Linked DNA regions of Mus musculus: region 2 is linked to region 1. Evidence: chromatin contacts called from public HiChIP or PLAC-seq data. All regions are on one chromosome and are shown on one strand. The core of a region is the stretch at or near the end of the contact, and the rest is flanking DNA. Distances in the headings are between cores, read along the strand shown.

Region 1 (6,320 bases), core at 1,164-3,663:
GATGGCCTAGCTGGCTATCACTGGGAAGAGAGGCCCCTTGGTCTTGCAAACTTTATATGCCCCAGTACAGGGGAACACCAGGGCCAAGAAGTGGGAGTGGGTGAGTAGGGGAGCAGGGCAGGGGAAAGGGTATAGGGGACTTTCTGGATAGCATTTGAAATGTAAATGAAGAAAATATCTAAAAACAAAAAAAAATACAAAAAAAAAACCCCAAAAAACAAAACAAAACAAAACAAAATAAACCGTGTGCTATTCCCAGTCTCTCTCTCTTTCTGCCTCTAACTTTTATATCAAGATGTATGCTTTCAGCTCTACCTCTTTGGACTCTAACCCTCTGATACTGCAAACTGAAATTAAGTGCTTTCTTTTTAAGTTGCCTTGGTCGTAGTGTTTTATCATAGCAATAGAAAAGTAAGAAGATATGTGCTCACCAGATGAGGTCAGTCAATAGTATGATTCTGAGGCTAAGCCTAAGAATTGGAGATAGCACAGGCAGGGAAGCTTCAGGGACACACTAGCCTAGGCACAAATCTGTGTCTCAGATGAAGCCAGGAGGGGAGATATGGTGCAGACAGGTTAGGATTCAAGAAACTCACCAAATTGGACCAGTTATCAGGATGTGTTGTCTGAGCTAAGCCAAGATGTAGGGAACAAACAGTGCAGGCAGGACTCACCAGGCTAGAGCAGAGCCCAGGATATGGCACCTATGCTAGGTTTGGAGCCTGAGGAGAGTAGAGATGAGCTAGGGCCAGGAGGACTCACCAGACAGTATCAGAGCACAGAATGTGTATCCAGGCTAGGGTCAGGTGAGCATACCAAACTCAGCCAGTGTACTGCATGCATGACTTGGGCTAAGACTGATTTTATTTATCGTATTGTGTGTTCCTATGAGTGGTGTGTGTGTGTGTGTGTGTGTGTGTGTGTGTGTGTGTGTATACTGTGGCACAAGTGAATAGGTCAGAGAATAACTTATGGGAGTAGGTATTTTCTTCTGTCGTGTGGATCTCAGAGATTAAACTCAGGCCATCAGTCTTTGCAGCATGTATGTTTACCTAGTAAGCAATTTTAACAGAGTACTAGAATATTTGTATTTGGTGGATTTTAGTTTCTTGTTTGTTTATTATTTGTTTGTTTATAGCTGGGATCTCACTTGGTAGCCACAGCTGTCTGGGAACTCACTGTGTAGAGTAGGCTTGGTCTCTAGTTCACAGATATTCATCTGCCTCTGCCTCCTGACTGCTGGAATTAAAGATGCATGTAGCCATGCCTGCTTCTGATTTGTTTTTAATTTCTAATTTTAAATATTTTAAATAGAAATTTGATTATATCATTTAACATTTTCTTCTTCTAATTCATTTTATCTTGCTTTATTTCAAATTCATAGCCTCTGGCCTCTCTTATTTAGTACATGTGTGCATGTTATATGTGTGTGCGCACACACACACATGCTTGCATGCTTATGTGTATATATGTGTGTGAGTGCACATTGTAACTTATATGTATATGATTTCAGGGCTGACCACTTGGTGTTGTGTGGATCTTCCCTGAAAAAAGGCTATTTTCTCTTGCTCTCAATATTTCGTATTTGCCTGCAATTCTTTGTGTAGGGCTGGGCCCATGAGCTTTTTTTCCTCCATGTTCACATGCTGCTTGGTTTTATCCTTGGCAGCCATGTTGTTGAGACTTCATAGGTATGCTTTCCCTGACATTTCAATGAGAGGAAATCTGATGCAGATATCTTGCTTCCCTGGATCTTACGGAGTCTTCCTTCTCTGCCTTCTTCTCTGTTTTTCCTGAATCTTGGGTGCAGTAGTTATGTTATAACTGAATTCATGGGGCTGGGCATGTGACCACACAGGTACATGACCACATGGGCACATGACCATCTGGCCACTTGTTCTCTGCATTTTGACCAGTTGCATTTTACAGTAGTGGCTTCTCTATGGTTAGACTCTGGGGCAAGATGTACCACTTCGTTTGTTTAAATGTTTCATTTTATTTTTGTGTGGAGTGTGTGCCTATATGTGGCCATGTGAACTTGAGTGCAGGTGCCCATGGAGGCTGAAAGTGTCAGATGCCCTGGAGCTGGAATTAATGAAGGTTGTGATCCACTTGACATGGGTGCAGGGAACTGAACCCAGAACCTGCAAGAGAAGCAAGTGCTCTGAATCACTGAGTTATCTCTCCAGCATCCAACCTTCCCTTCCTGAAACATTTTTTGAGCTAACACGACAGGACTGCATAGAATCTCAGGAGTGGGGGCTGGTTATCAGAAAACCCCTTCTGAGATCCAGTTATCTTTCATGTGCTTTTATTAGCAACTGGTGTTTTATTTTGGAAATGCTGGCTGTGGTCTAAAATGTGTTATCATTTCCTGCCACCATGCCAGCTTCTGAGTATGTCTTTTTATGAACAAAGCCAGGCATCTTCGTGAAATGAAACAGAAATCTCTTGAGAGCAAGAGATTGACTATGGCTGCTAGTCTTTACTGTCTGATCTTGGAGGATGGAAACACTGTCTGTTCTAGAATCCTATGATTCCTGTGAATCTTTAGCACACAATTTTACCTGGGTGGTGTCATAGAATTATGATGAGAAATTCGGTGAGTTATCGGCACATGATTTAGGTGTACATAAAGAGATCAATATTTTTTAACCAAGGGAGGGCCTAAGGAAGATTTATATGTAAGAGAGAAGGGAGGCAGGGGGAGAAAAACCCACATTCAGGGCATGTAGAAAATGGAAAGCTCTCGTGAGCATATTTTGGGTAAATGGCTTACATGGCATTAAAAAAAATTAGTTTAGGGGGCACAGTGCCACAGGGAAAACAAGTAAAACCAGCCCTGGCCTTTGCATTTTCAACTGAGAAGAGGGTCAGTCATAGGGACTGAGCCCTGAGCTTGGGGAATCTAGTGCTAACTTGAATTATGTAGTTTCACCACTGAATTGAACTAGGGAACATCCAACCAATGTTCTCTATTACAGCACAGCCTGCTTGATGTGTAGCGAAAAGCTACAGGTACACACCAGGGGTGAAATGTGAGGCATGATGGAAATGTATAGCAGGAAAAAAGCTAAGTCTGCATGGGGCTGATTCTTTTTCTTCTGTCTTTTGAGCCAGACTTTAAACCCATTCCTAGACGCTTTACTTTGTGAAGCCCATACCTTAGTTACTTCCACCTTCTCTCTTCTTCTAATCTTAATAAATCTATCAGCACATCTCTATCTCCTACGTAATGATTACTTATATTTTTAATCTTTATTTTTGAAGTCTTTGTATATTTTTGGCAAAGATCTTTTCTCAGGTGAAGGCTCGACAAAGATTTTCTCATGTTCATTCTATTCATTGACTTCACAGTTTTCTTCCTGCACTGGTTGATTTTAGCTTATTATGATCCCCTTTGTTGATGGCTGGTCTTATTTCCCATTCTACCAGAATCTTATTCATAAAGTCCTTATCTGTGCCTATAGTTTGAGTTACGCACCCTAATTTCTCATCTGGCAGGTTCAGGGTATGAGATCTCACATTGGAGTTCTTGATCCATTTGAAGTTGAGTTTTGTGTAGAATGAGAGAGGAAGATTTATTTATTTATGTATTTATGTATTTATTTATTTTTTCATTGCATGCTGAAATCCAGTTTCCTGGAACAACTTGTTGAAGATGCTATCTTTTTCGAGTGTGTGTGCTTTATATCTTAGTAAAAAAAAAAATCGGGTAATTGTAGTCATGTAGACCTATATCTGAGTCCTTGATGTATGTGCCTGGTTCATGCCAATCACATGCTGTTTTTTTATTATTACAGCTCCATAATATCATTTGAAATCATGTGTAGTGATATCTTCTGCACTACTCTTTCTGTTCAAAATAGGTTAGGTTAGCCTTGGTGTTTTCTGCCTCCATATAAATATTTGGGTGGTTTTTATTTGCTTGTTTTGTATTGTTTGTGATCAATGACATCGGGATTTTGATTGGGATTGGGTTGAATCTATAGATTGTTTTTGGTAGAATGGCCTTTACACAAAATTAATTCTTCCAATTCATAATCATGGACTGTTTTTGTTTTTTTCCAGTGTCATCCTTAGTTTATTTCTTCAGTTCTTAATTTATTTCTTGCAAGGGGAACAAAATAGTCATAGAAGGAGTTACAGAGACAAAGTTCAGAGCAGAGACTGAAGGAATGACCATCCAAAGACTGCACCACCTGGGGATCTATCCCCAAAACAACCACCAAACCCAGACACTATTGCAGATGCCAACAAGATTTTGCTGACAGGAGCCTGATATAGCTGTCTCCTGAGAGTCTCTGCCAGTGCCTGACAAATACCGAAGTGGATGCTCACAGTCATCCATTGGACAGAGCACAAGGTCCCCAATGAAGGAGCTAGAGAAAGTACCCAAGGAGCTGAAGGGGTTTTCAGTCCCCTAGGAGGAACAACAATATGAACTAACCAGTACCCCCAGAGCTCCCTGAGACTAAAGCACCAATCAAAGAAAACACATGGTGGGACTCGTGTCTCTAGCTGCATATGTAGTAGAGGATGGTCGAGTCAGCCATCAATGGGAGTAGAGGCTCTTGGTCTTGTGAAGGTTCTATGCCCCAGTATAGGGGAATGTCAGGGCCAGAAAGCAGGAGTGGGTGGGTTCGGGAGCAGGGCGAGGGGGGAGGGGATAGGGGATTTTCAGAGAGGAAACTAGGAAAGGGGATAACATTTAAAATGTAAATAAAGAAAATATCTAATAAAAAAAAGAAAGGAAGAAAAAGAAAGTTTTCATTGTGATGTCTTTAGGCTTATTCCCAGGCATTTAAAATTTTTGTATATATTATGAATGGGATTGTTTATCTTATTTCCTTTTTAGTCTTCTATTAGTATATAGAAATGCTACTAAACTTTGTGTGCTAATTCTGTATCTTGTTTTCTTAAATGTATTTGTCAGTTATACTTAGCCATTGGAGAAATGAAAATTAAAAGTACTTTACGATTTCACCCACCCCAGTCAGAAGGGCTGTTATCAGGAATACAAATAACAGCCAATGTTGTCTTGGGTGTGGCGAAAATGGAACACTTATTCCTTTTGGTGAGAGTATGGACTAAATATTTGACATCAGACTGAAGGGTTACCCTTTTATCCCTGAAAAAAAAAACCCTAGAAGTAGAACTGCCTCATGACCCAACTCTACTATTCCTGAGAATGTATCCAGTGGACTTTATAGCATATGGTAGAGACACTTACATATTCATACCCATAGATGCTCTATTTATAATATCTCTCAAATGGAATCAACCTGAATGTCCATTATTAGACAAATAAGGTGGGATTTCTAATGAATAAGAAAATGTGACACAAAATCACAAAGGAATAATACTCAGATGCAAAGGAATATGAAACCATGAAGTGTGCAAGTAAATGGAAAGAACTGGAAAAAGTAAGGTATCTCAGGTCCAGAAAGACAAACACCTGAGGTATGTTCTCTCTCACATGTGGATCCTAACTTCCAACTTCTTGTGTTGGGAATACAAATGAAAGGCAGGAAAGTAGAAAGATGTCTTGGGAGTGAGGTATATTAAGGGAAGCTAGATAGAAGATTACATGTAAAATGAACTTAGCACGGTGGGATCCTGAGAGTAGAAAGGATTAAGCAGTAGGTAGTGGTGTAGGAGTGTGGTATAGCTTAGGAGGTGACAGGGAAGGATAACTCAAAGGAGCAGAGGTATATGAGGCCATATGGAACATACTATCTGACAGGAATATAGAACACATGCAAGAAGAGGGGAAGAGAGGATCTGGGGTTAAAGGATTAAGTAGGGAAGCGCAGGAGAATTGGGATAGAGGAAGCAATTGTGGGTGGATTAATCAAAGCCAAGGATGTGCAAAAAGGCTTTATATAAACCCACTATTTAGAAAACTAATTTCTAAATGCAACTTTAGAATAAAGAGTTTGAAAACCAACACAGAAATGTCCTTGCATAGTTTCAAATAGGGTTGTGAGTCAGCCATGAATGCACCATAGGACATTGATTTTTGAAATTTGCCTATATACTTTTTGGTGAGGAAAAAAAAATCCTAAAACCATTCAGTTGGTGAATACTGGGGGTAAACTGCACACTTCTATTCCCCAAATTTATATTTTAAAATGCAGCCTGTCTGTTTTATTGACTTCTTTATTTTTAATTTATGTGTATAGGTTTTCTGCCTGCATGTGTGTCTGTGCATGATGTACATACAATCACTGCAGAGGTCAGAAGAGGACATCAGATCCCCCTGTACTGGACATATAAATGATTGTAAGCCACCATGTGGGTGCTGAGGAATTGAACCC
Region 2 (6,320 bases), core at 2,743-5,242, 200 kb before region 1:
AAAATCAACCCTGCCGACACCATGCTCTTGAATAATGTTTGGTTGTGAAATCCAGCCAGGTGTTGGTTTGCTAGTTGGAGCAAACTCTTCCAGAGATTGCCATCTAGCTGGCTTTTGACCCTGGAGAGTACATCACACGTCAGAAACTAAGTTTCTGCCGCTTTGGAAGATGGAAAAATACAAATCTCTCACTTGTCCTGAGTGCCATCCCAGCATCCCTGTGTCCTGGGATGTTATGGTCTACACCCTCTGTCACCTGACCTGAAGCCCTGATTACTTTCTTCCTGTAATTAAGTTTACAGCTTTTGCTCTTAGGCCTTTACTATACCATTTTAAAGTTGGTAACTGAGTTATGAAATTGATTTACAATTCATACAGGGAAGAAAAACTGCCTAAGAAAACAACAGTCCAGGACCAAGAGTAAGGAAATCAGATGTCAAGTTCAATGATATTATGTAACACTACTATATGTAATATATGTATATATATACGTATACATATACATATACATACATATAATATATAACATATATATATGTATGTATGTATCTGTAAATGTACATACATTGATCCCAATACTTTGTATCGATCCATGTGCTACTTCTTATTTTGTGCCTTCACCACTTACACTGGAAACCACTGTGTTAAAATCTAAAAGCAAATCCACAAACAAACAAACATCAGATGTGGAGGCATACACCTGGAATCCCAGCTTTCATATGTGAGGGAGAACTAAGAAGATTCTTGCTCAAGTTCAAGGCTAGGTCTATGTAGCAAGTTCCAGGCTAGCCAGGGATACCCAGCAGGACTCTGTCTCAAAAACATGAAACAGCCGTTCTTCCTTCTCTTCGCGCCCCACAAGCAACTTCCGACTTATGGAGCTTGCCTTTGACCTTCATCACAGCGGTGTGCTTACACAACCATTTTGTAAGTTCCTTTCCACCCGCACTCCTAGGGTTTATTCCTGTTGCTATAGTTATATTTCATTTCCTCTGCCAAACGGTAGTCCACTGTGTAAATGTCGCACGGTGTGTGTTTAGTGTCTGGTAGTAGGCGCTTAGTTTCTCTGTGTATTCTCGACAATATTACTTAGGCTATTCTCACATACACTCCTCTGGGAAGCAGCTGTGACTCTTGCTAACGTTTTTAAAACTGTAAGGAAGGTGCACACGTGTAATGTGTGGTTGAAAACATTCTGCTTGCTTCGAATTAAACAAGTGAATTGTTTTCTTGGTACGGAACAATTAAACCTTAGGGCATTCCAGAAGGCTAATATTTCATTGTACAAAATAACAAGTTCCTGCAATTAATTTCTTAAAATAAAGGTGTCCTGGGAATCTTTAACTCTGCAGCTTTCATTGAACTGTTTTTAAAAATTCTTATTTAGGTTTCATAATCTTAGAGAGTTTGTATCCTGGCTTCTTAACCAGACAAGAAGCTATGTGGGGATGTAGAAAACATAAGGACGTATCCCTTCCATTAATGGGGAAGAAATGGAGACTCAGCAACATTAAGAAATCTGAACAACAGAACTGGGCATCGATCCAAAGCCAACTCATGTCTCCCCATCTGGTGCTGAGGGCATGGTTGGTACCCTCCTCTCCTTGGTCTGCTCCTACCCTTGCTGCTGTGGATGGCATAGGAGGAAAGGAAATCTGCATTCAAGAGGCTGACTCTCCAAGAATCGCTACTATTTCTTCGCATGTGTGCGTGCTCATGTATGTGTGTTTCTGTGAGTTCCTATGAAGATCGGAGGTCTGTCAGACCTGGGATTTACCCAGGTGCATTCCACCTTGATATGGGAGGCAACATCTCAATGGCTTGGATCTTTTCAAGTACAACAGGTCATCTGGCTAGTGGGCCTCAGTTTTCCACCTGTTTCCACATTCCTCACAGTGGGATTAAAAGCCCACTAAACACCATGGGCCACTCTGCTAGGAGTCTGAGTTTATTTTTTGTATCAATCCATGCAATGTGGATCTTGCTATCTGTATTTCCCAAGTTAAGGAGAATGAAGCTGAGAACAAGTGATTCTAAAGCAAAGCTCAGTACTCCTGTCACACCCTATTCTATCGCAGAGCTCAGTACTCCTGTTACACCCTATTCTATCGCAGAGCTCAGTACTCCAGTCACACCCTATTCTATCGCAGAGCTCAGTACTCCAGTCATACCCTATTCTATCACAGAGTTCAGTACTCCAGTCACACCCTATTCTATCGCAGAGCTCAGTAGTCCAGTCACACCCTATTCTAACTTCCCTACTCCTCACAAATTAGCCTGTTTTCTTCACTCCAGAGTGAAGAGACAGCAAACCTGGCCCTGATAAGTGCTGCCTTCCACTGGACTTTGATGGAGCACGCACATCTTTGTTGTTGGAAGCAGAGCGATGACATCAATGGCTGCAATAACCATAAAGTTTTGACTGATGTGCATTTGTGAGGACACAGCCCTGGACTCACACTCACACTGAGCCCTCTGTGATCTTTTTTTTTTTTTTTTTTTTAACTCTCTGGCTGGACTATAAGAAGTGTATTCACGCGGCATTTGAAAGAGAGAAGGGAGGGGCATGTGGGAGGGTTGGAAGGAGGAAAGGGAAGAGAGAAATGTTTTAGTTATAATATAATCTCATAAACAGAAAAAAAGAATGGGGTATGTGCAGTTGAGTGGGCTTGAGTTCAAATATTCATGAGTGTGACCTTGAATGGATTACTTAAGTTCCTCAGCCTCAAGTTATTTCACTTGCAAACTGGGGACAGTGAGGAGAGCCTTCCTCACAGGGTTCTTATGACCGTTAACCCGTGCAAACCTCTTCAAAGAGCACTACTGTAAATACTCAGTATTAGCTACTGGTGTTGTTGAGTGCCTGCTAACAGAGTAGATCATTGAAGCAGGCCAACATCCAGGCTCCTGTCGAGGATGAATGATTCTGTGACCCATCACAGAGGGGAGGGGAGTAAATGACACGAACATGGTGTTCTCATGGAGTCAATTAGACTCTTACAATAACCCTGCAAAGCTGACCGAGTCTACTAGATGCCCCATTATCTAGAAAGCTACGTCTGGTGACCAACTCAAGATCCTCCCTTCTTTTTTCCCTTCCTCCCTCTCTTTGTTGCTATGGAAAACAGATTTGTATATATTTGTGGCCCTGATGTCTCAGTGTCTGTGAACATTGTAATATATTAACTCAGGTTGAACAAACACACAGATGACTTTACATCCCCCTCACCCCATGTTTTTTCCTGAGGACAGAGCTTACCGTCTGCCATGTGGGATGTATTCTTTCCTATGATTTCCGTTTGAAGAGACCAGATATTAAAAAAAAAATCAAAAGGAGCACTCTGTCCCTATTGTAAAGACCCACCACATTTCCCATCTCTCTGACTTTAATTAATATGGCAAAATGGGACTGTCAGATGTCTTAAGTAAACTTTGTTCCAATTGATGTAGTTCACTTGTGCATGAAGGGGATTTGCTTTGAAACCCTTTGGACTTATCTTCAAGGGCAGAGATCGATGTGTGAATTCAAGGATCTTTCTCTAGTTCCTGGGGAAGTTGGGCACTCTGTTATTCCTTTCTCTGAGAACTCTCCAGTTATGCTTGGGACTGCATCCATGTTTCCAAGAAGTTGCCATAGTTATAGCAGTTTGTTAGTATGAAAACCACAACACTAACACAGTACATTCTGCTGAGAAGAAGGGTTACTTTTTTGCCAGTTACAACTGGGTGGGGAATTACCCGGTTTTGGCTGGAATTTAGCTCCAGTGCTATGGCTGATAGTGTCCTTGAGCTGTATCAAGGAGTCAGGAGCATGTGAGCAGGACCCCACAGTGAGGGGAAGGTTTGGTGTTCTATGTGGAGGGGTTCATGAGACTGAGATCTGGCCCTGGCTCTAACATTTGTTCTTGGTGTGACCTTGGTCATGGACCTCTCTTTTAGACTGTTTCTGTGTCTCAGGTCAATGAAGTTGTTAGAGAGCTTGTCCAGCAGAGGGTGATATTCCTCCTATTTTGGCTGGGCCCTACTCTGAGAAGCCAGATCACTTACTGCCCTGGGGGAGGAATCCATGATCTAGTCCCTGGTGGAGCTAGATCCCATGTGGGTTTTTAGATTTGTAGCTGGCCAGAGTTCTGCACAATATTGTTGTTGTTGTTGTTAAACCTCACATCATCTTCTAGGTTGTGTATTAGCCTTCCATTTCCCAGGCCAGGGAATTGTCGGGTTCCAAAGCAACTCAGGTCAATTGGCTAGCCATGGTGCCTGTTAGCATACCACAAAGCAGATGCTGGCCCCCAGGATCACCCATTACCTGTGGCTTCTCTTAGCTCTCCTTGCTCTGTTTAGTACCCTGAACCTCTCCAACCCATAGACTCCCCTTCCCTTCTCAAGCTTTCTCCCTTATATAACCCTGGCATTTCAGCCACAGGTTCCATTGGTTCTGTTGTCCTTGGTCTTCTTTTCTTGTTCTCTGCCCTCCCCTCCTAGACCCCATGGCCTGGTCCAATCTGCTGGCCATGTTTTCTGTCTACTGCTTTCTCTCCGTGCTCTGGACTCTTGCAGGTGCCTCTGGCTGTACTCTTCCTCACATCTACGATAAATACCTTCTCCTCAACCATACCTTGGAGCAGCCATATCTTCATTTCGCCCTTGAAGCACCTTGGGGAATTGAGAGGACCTGCCTAGGATCCTGCTGGGCCTTTTTCCCATGGACTGCATCAGGTAGCCATTGTTTGTAAAGAGCTTCTGTTGACCATAGAAGATCCTTGACACATATACTGAGGAGGGCAGAACATGAAATCCTATTAGAGTTCAGGGGGAGCCTCACTGTGTAGCTCCATACAATCTCCTTTCCCATAAAGCTTTCCTTTTTTTTAGTGAAGGGTCTGTGAAATGTGACCTCAGGAAGGACAGCAATGGCCCCACGTTGCAGACAGTGGAATCCACTCTAACTTACCTAAGTAGCAAATGGGAATTTTTAGAGGATATCAGGAAACTCTCAGAATCTCCAGAGGAGCCAGAGGAGAAAATTTGAAATGGTGTAGCCATAAATAGTGCCCAGCCACGCTGTGGGGGCTTTTCTGGAAAAAAATCACCACTTACACAACTTCTCAGTAATTGGGATTTTGACACTGTCCACCCCATGGAAGCTAAGACTGAGTGAGGCCTTCTGTGTGGAGGGGTCCGGCTGGACACGTAGCTTGATTCAAATCTCCCTGTGGATCGACTTTACAGCGAAGGAATGCAGGCTGCGAGAGAGTGTAAGGTTTGCTCAGTTAAACCTCGCTGACTTCCAGGGTTGAGTGTGAGGACTTCCAGCTGGAGCTAGGAGTTGCCCTGAGTCATTAAAGGGCATTTTCTAAGAGAGGAGCAGCACCGCTGGCTTCTCTTTTTAATCCTCTTAAATATAGTACTTTGGAAGGAACACAGCCGAAGGAATATTAATTTCTTGTTTCATTTTGTTGGTGCTGGGGACTGAGGCTAGGTTGTCACTCCTGCTAGGAAAGTGTCTGCAACCGAGCAGTTCCCAGCTCTTACAATTTTTTGTCTTTCTTTAAGTTTGAGATGGCTTTGCTAAGTTGCTTGGGCAACTTAAGCCTTCAACCTACTGTTCTCTCGCTTCATCCCTCCAAATAGCAGGGTGTGCAGGCCTGGACCACTGGAGCCAGGTGCATTCTTATTTCACGCTTATTTTATTGTCTTAAGCTTCTGCTCCTCTGGTGAGCCCTGAAGGGGAGCAATTCCCACTCGATGCTCTGGGGCATTTCCTTGATCTAAAAACAAAATATTCCTGGACTCTGGAGATATCGTATCATAGACTCACTCAGTCTTTTCAAGTCATCAACCAGGAAATAGTCTCAAGACATTTTTTTTGTTGTTGTTGTTCAAAGTCAAACAAAAAAAGTAAGAGCTGCATTTAACAAATGTTGACGGCGTCTTTGTATTCATGATACTAGGTGAAAGGCAGAGATGTTCTTAGTTGCCATGGAGTTTCATATAAACAAAAGGAACATTTACTAACCGTAAAGTCATTTGGAAAAAAAATACTTTAAGACAGTTTTCTTTTCTTAAAAAAATTAACTTAAAAATTAATTCTTTGAGAATTTTCTCCTTGTATGCCATGAACTAGATTGATTCCATGTTTCTTTTCCAGCTTCTTCTGGAATCCCCACAACACATCTCCCAAATGCGTGTCTTTTTTTTTTTTCATGTTTTTAAACAACCCACTAAGTCCAGTTAGTACTGTCCATACTTGGATGAATGTGTGGCCATCCACTGGAGAATGGGTAACTTAATAGTGCCCATACCCTCAAAGAATGATG

Evidence for each region. HiChIP or PLAC-seq counts read pairs in DNA pulled down with a chosen protein or histone mark.
Region 2: a contact with region 1 is called in a BATF HiChIP or PLAC-seq map of CD8 T cells, with 5 read pairs. The contact joins two enhancer-like sites. A contact is called at or near these places in 1 of 15 datasets of contacts at CTCF or cohesin (CD8 T cells), 2 of 484 Hi-C or Micro-C datasets (bone marrow-derived macrophages and nephron progenitors) and 1 of 115 datasets of contacts at active chromatin or transcription factors (CD8 T cells).

The regions. Positions count from the first base shown.
Region 1 is chr4:63,883,973-63,890,292 of GRCm38.p6, forward strand. No RefSeq gene overlaps it. Among named protein-coding and RNA genes, the nearest start is that of Tnfsf8, 26 kb to the left of the region's middle. Within about 2 kb of position 2,414, at least 6 of the 459 cell types and tissues checked have an H3K27ac peak or open chromatin away from gene starts, as enhancers often do. A contact at or near this core is called in CD8 T cells, where this site is marked.
Region 2 is chr4:63,682,364-63,688,683 of GRCm38.p6, forward strand. No RefSeq gene overlaps it. Among named protein-coding and RNA genes, the nearest start is that of Gm42294, 11 kb to the right of the region's middle. Within about 2 kb of position 3,993, at least 15 of the 459 cell types and tissues checked have an H3K27ac peak or open chromatin away from gene starts, as enhancers often do. A contact at or near this core is called in CD8 T cells, where this site is marked.